Regions from separate parts of the Zea mays genome. Here region 1 is linked to region 2. A link is a contact called in public Hi-C data. All regions are on one chromosome and are shown on one strand. The core of a region is the stretch at or near the end of the contact, and the rest is flanking DNA. Distances in the headings are between cores, read along the strand shown.

Region 1 (2,960 bases), core at 50-2,549, 200 kb after region 2:
AGCTTATGTAATTGGATTTTCTTCACTGCAGTCACGGAAGATGCAGGACAATGGTTGGAAACCAAGATGGTTCCGAAGGGATGATGACACATTCCGCTATGTGGGAGGTTACTGGGAGGCACGACAGCAGCGGAAATGGGACGGATGTCATGATATATTTGGTGAATTCGTGTGACTCAACAGTGAGGCTGCTCGGACCTTTTATATATATATATATATAATAATAATAATGATAATGATAATAATAATCTCTGGTCTCCCATGATAATATTAATATGTATGTGCAGTGTGACTGAACAGTGAACACATATATCTCGCGGATTGCTGTTGTCTGAGTTGTTTGTGCGTCGTTTTAGGCTCGGTCGTTTCACTTAAAACTAGATCAATTTTTTTTCTTCTTAATTGAAATACAAAAAAATTGTTACCGCTATTATATACGCATAATTGATTGGAATTGTTGACATTATTGGAGCGTGTATGTATGTATGTATGTGTATCTTCATGTAGTAGTATATATGTGTCTAATACAACAAGTAGCTAGATAGTCGAACTGGACAATTGGGCTGTACACTTTGTCGGGCTGCCGTGGTCCGCCACCCGCGTCTTGCCGGACTCGTTGGTAACGCGCATGGACTGTATCAATTTGGTTTGTATGTTCTACCAATTTCCATCACATATTTTGCTGTGCATTCATAATTACACCGACATACATATACATATACCGTCAGCTCTAAATTTCGAGTGTTAAGTTTCAAATAGTTGGTTTTATTACGGTAAAAAATAGATAGGAGATAAATATTTTGTTCGTTCAAATAAATCAGGAAACGAAATATGCTTCTTACATCCTAAATTACAAGTTATTTTAATTTTATTAAGATTTAAAACATATTAATTTAGACTAAAACTAAATAACAATATTTATAACATTAATTAAGTATTATTGGTTTTTTTTTATTATACTTATTCTATGCTATACGTATTTATAATTTTGATCAAGTCTTGATGTATTTTGACTATCTAAGCTTATAATGGTGGGTCAGTTGAAAACGAGTCACTCAAAGCTTTAAAAAAGTGAAAACTAGTTTATTTTATAAATTAGCCGTCTAAATTTATAAAAGTTATGTGTTCTCTTGTATTTTATTGGACGAATGGACGGTGTAAAAGCAAAACACGTGTAGTGAGCGAGTGCGGCGGTGGCAACTGACGTGACACGAGGGAGGCGGTCTGTGCCTGGCCCAGCCAGCTGTCTTGTTCCTCCGTCCGGGAGGACGAGGAGGAGGAGGCGCATCCCTCCATCCTCTGCGACTTGGTGCGTCTCTCGAGCTCGAGTCGATTGATGATTCATCTTCCTAGTCTCGTCTCCGCGCCATTCTCCAAATCCATCTATCATCACCATCCCGATCCCAGCCCCAGCCCCAGCCCCAGCCCCGCCAGACCCAGACCCGATGCAGCAACAGCAGGACCCAGCACCCGCCGATCCCGACCCACTGCCGCCCCCCGACCTCGGTGATGCCGCCGCCTCGTCCGCAACGCAGACGATCCCTTCCCGCAACGCCTCCTCCAAGTACGATTTCGTCAAGGTCAAGGTCTGGCTCGGGGAGAACGCCGACCACTACTACGTCCTCTCCAGGTTCCTCCTCAGCAGGATGCTCACAGTCACCAAGGTACACTACTAATTTCCTCTTTCCTTTATCCATCCATCAATCAATTAACCCTCCCTTCCCCTTGTATTTGCTCTTATTTTTTAAACAAAACACACAGATTCCTAATCATGTCGCCATCAAGATTGCCCTTGAGCTCAAGAAGCTGCTTGTCGACAACAGCCTGCTTGATGTGTATGTATATGCATCTTCTTCCTCTCTCCCATTCCCCTCCCCCACCATCTAACTATCCTATTAGCTTTCAACATGTTATATTGTATGCTAGTACCTTTTTTTTTCTCTAACTCCTGCACTTCCTTATTTTACAGATCCCAGAGTGATCTAGAGGCTAATCTGTTCAAGGTTAGGTACCTTCCTGCTTCCCTTCCCTGCTGCATGCTACTTCCTCAGCCGATTACACAAACTTATAACTTCCCTCCTTCCACAGCTTATGGAAAAACGGGGATACGGAGAGGAGTATATAAATCGCTATAAAATGATGACAAGGTACTCTGCTGCAGTGGCCAAAAATACATCTTCTGCTTCTCTATAGTAGTCTGCTTCTCTCCCCCCTTTCTTATTCTTCTATTAATACAAAGATGCACAGCTCTCCTGCGTATTCCAGGAAAAAACCACGATGTTTGTGCTTATCCTACATTCGCATAGAAAGAAACTCTTCTCTCTTACACCAGCGGCATTCAAATTACATGTTTCTGATGTGCTCATCCCCTACCTCGTGCAGGTTCCATCATCAACGGGTTCCACTAGTAATTTTGGTGTGTGGAACTGCCTGTACTGGAAAATCAACAATCGCTACACAACTTGCTCAGAGGCTCAATTTGCCTAATGTTTTGCAGGTGGGTTTATTATTTATCTTTTCCAGTCTATAGCTCATGTCTCATGTGCCTCGTTTCCTTACCCTTGTGCAACTGCAGACTGACATGGTGTATGAGCTGCTGCGGACATCAACAGAGTAAGTTGTGTCTTCTTTTTTTTTTTGGTTGTTTAATACTCCCTCCGTTTCTTTTTATTTGTCGCTGGATAGTGCAAAATTACACTATCCAGCGACAAATAAAAAGAAACGGAGGGAGTAAAAAAATGCCACTACCTAGTTCTGTTGCTGCCCTTGGTCCCTCCTTTTTGTGAAGATATGTGGACCATCCATGATTTGAGTTTGGGCACATAAAAATTTGTACTCACGTGATTAACACATGCAGTGCGCCACTTACTTCAGTTCCTGTGTGGGCTCGCGATTTTAATTCACCTGAAGAGCTTATCACTGAATTCTGCAGAGAATGCAGAGTTGTACGCAAGGGTATG
Region 2 (3,016 bases), core at 80-2,579:
ACATAATGGATGTCTTATCCTGACCAACACATTTTCTTTATCCGGTTTAAACCAAACAATAATAGATGTTTTTTACCGTGTTCCTTCAAAATAGAAAAATTATACCAATACAATTTCTGCCAACACTTTTACTTTGCTCACTCTACTCTATTTCTTTGATAAGTTTAAACTTGGCTCTGCTCATGATCTCATCTGGTTATTTTGTCTCACAAAACTTTTTCTCAACAAGAAACAATTGATGACAATGATGATCTTCTACAGAAAATTAGAAGGATCTACCCTCAAACTAAAAGCAAAAAATGCTGCATGATATAACCCAAAAAGTCAAATTAAAGTAGTAGACTTTAGAAGTCCTTTTGACTAGTACAATATTTCTATAACTTTTGTTTACTTGAACACCAATAATGGTGCATCTTTTGATGTATATAAGTATGTAGCTATATGGTGTCAATCTTATGTTATAAACCAACAAAACATAAGTAGTAATCTCCAGCAAATATTTCCGTTAGTATTTTGCAATTGAGTTACTAAGGTAGGATGTATTGATGTCTCTATCCCTTTAAGGACACTCTTATGTCCAACATTCATCTTTTTTCTACACATAAATATTGTGCAGCAGCGTGACAACGCCGCACGTCGTTTTCTAGTTCACGTTAATTTGAGGTATTTTTCTTATAGAAGCAATTTTAAAAAAGCATGCTGAAAAGTGAAATTTTTAGTTATTACAGAAGTTAAAATAATTGGAGCAATAATACCTTGTGTGTTGTCCCTCTCCGGCACACTCTCATGTCTCGTGATCTCGTTCGCACGTCCATCACATCCATAAACTAATTATGACAACTAAAATCTATATGTAAACCAAAAGGGACAATAATACCTTATAGGTCTGTTTGGTTGGTTTTTCTCGCCAACCTGGTTGTGTGAGCTAGGATCACTGGAGCCTGGCTCTGGAGATGCGACCAATCTGCTCGTATCTGGTGAGCCTGGCTCAGGGTGCTTTAAGGATCGTGTGAGCCTGGATCCAAATCTACATGCAGACAACCAAACACAGAGCTCGCACGCGCATAGCCTGCCTCACAGCAACCAAACAACAGCTACCCACATCCTGTAATACAAGCGCGCGCAGATGCAGACAACCAAACATACCCATTGTGTTGCTTCTCCTCCTCGGGCACACTCTCGTGCGCGCCCACCACGCCCACAAATTCAGCTACTCTTGTCCTGACGATCACGGCCACGGAGGGAGGGAGAGTCAACGGTCAGTGCGGGGGCTATGGTTTGCTTTCTTCCCCCGAGCGCAAGCGCAACCCCCGCACCAAACAGACAACAGCAGTACAGCAGAGCAAAGCAAAGAGGAACACCATTTCCCTTGCCTGCTTGCCAACCCACCACCACCACCACCACCACCCACGAAGGCAGCAGCAACCCAGCACCACCGATCCATCCATCCACTCGTCATTCCTCCGCCCCGCCGCTCGCCTTCACCCATCTCCGACCCCGCTCCGCCACCAAACCCTAGGCTACCAGCTCTTCCCACCCCGTGTGCTCCGCTCCCCTGAGGGCGGCTCGCGCGCCATTTCTCCGCTCGATTTCCTAAAACCGTACTCTCGGATTCGGGATCGGGCCGCGACGGGGCCTCCTCTTGCTCTCGCTCTTCCGTCCGGTCGGCCGCTGAGGACAATAAAGGAGGTTGCGCTCATGCCGGGGGCGCCGCTCAGGTGACTTGCTGGGGGGCCATGCATAGGTACTCCAGCAACAGCGCTGGGTTCAGCGGTGGCAGGGACGGCGCGAGGTTGGAAGCCTCGCCCTTCTCGTCCTCCTCCTCTGGGTACCCTGTCAGCTCCAGGTGACACTCCAACCCCCGCTCCCTTGTTTCCCTGTCCAATTTGATCTGCATGGTCAGGCGTTTTAAACGACGGCTGCCATTGGTAACTTATTTGATTAGTGTAGTTGCTGAGTAGGCACTGTGGCACGACGCAGTAACCCCTTCGGAGTTCGGATTAGGCAGTCACCTCTTTCGCAACTGTAATGCCAGGTGTCCTTGTTCGTGCGTGCAGACATCTTCAAGGCTATTTTGTCAGCAGGATTTGTGTTTCATCCTCGAAATAGAAACTGCTATCCATCTCTGCCCTCAATAAAGTAGCCTGTCACAGACCGTTTTATTTTTAACAAGTGGAAAGTCCATTCTATGAATGAACATATATAGCTTGGAATGCGCGCATTGTTCTCTACTTGCTTCGTCCTCTGAATAACTTCCGTGTTGAACATTTCCGCTTATTTCATATCATAATCACATGATGCAACCACCTATGCGAATGCATTCCCTGTGGATACATTATTTCAAAAGTCTGAATGGCATGCTCATCACTGTTAGTCTGTTATTTCTGTTCACATGTTTTGTAAACTTCCCATGTCTACCATATAATAACTAGAAGATATGTATCACTTGAAGTTAGATATAATTGTGCCACATTCACTCGCTTGTTTGGAATGAGGTGCTGTGGTGCAGTAGGAAGTAGTATCGACCTCACTTCCAGTACTCTATTTCTTGTTTATATTTTGCTTGTGCATTTTTCTTCCCACAGTGGTGATTCTGATATCTTTTTCTCCCTAACACCCCTGTCTTTCAGGCGGCAGCAGCAGCTAGTTCCATACAAGCTAAAGTGTGACAAAGATCCACTTAATAACAAGTATGTCTAACTTATCGACCAAAGCCACTTCACATCAATGAGAGAGCTAACGACTCTTCTCCTATTTGCATGTTTTTTTTTTAATCTCAGACTGGTTATGATTCTCTTCCTTTTTTTGGCCACCCCTATCAGCTTTGACATGATATCTGCTTATAAAACGACGATTTCATATATTGTTCTTCTATTTATAACTAAGAACTGTTGATTTGTCCCACGATATGGTTTCGTTGGATCCTTGTTGCTCCTTTTACATGTCTCTTCTGTAGGCTTGGGCCACCTGACTTCTATCCACAAACACCAAACTGTCCCGAAGAGACATTAACCAA

What was found. A called contact is a pair of places that touch in the nucleus more often than the background predicts.
Region 1: a contact with region 2 is called in a Hi-C map of endosperm, with 1.8 times the contacts expected there. The contact joins the promoter of LOC100383156 here to the promoter of LOC100384108 in region 2. A contact is called at or near these places in 6 of 25 Hi-C or Micro-C datasets (ear, endosperm, leaf and 2 more).

The regions. Positions count from the first base shown.
Region 1 is chr9:161,597,272-161,600,231 of Zm-B73-REFERENCE-NAM-5.0, forward strand. LOC100383156 reads left to right here and starts at 1,300. Exons shown (of 14, transcript NM_001175821.1): 1 at 1,300-1,664; 2 at 1,762-1,835; 3 at 1,970-2,003; 4 at 2,089-2,147; 5 at 2,383-2,497; 6 at 2,576-2,613; 7 at 2,858-2,955. The coding sequence starts at 1,446. It overlaps LOC100192056 (putative oxysterol binding domain family protein), which reads left to right. Exons shown (of 9, transcript NM_001137479.1): 9 at 32-309. The coding sequence ends at 175.
Region 2 is chr9:161,399,251-161,402,266 of Zm-B73-REFERENCE-NAM-5.0, forward strand. It overlaps LOC100384108, which reads left to right and starts at 1,330. Exons shown (of 12, transcript NM_001362244.1): 1 at 1,330-1,846; 2 at 2,631-2,690; 3 at 2,957-3,016. The coding sequence starts at 1,737.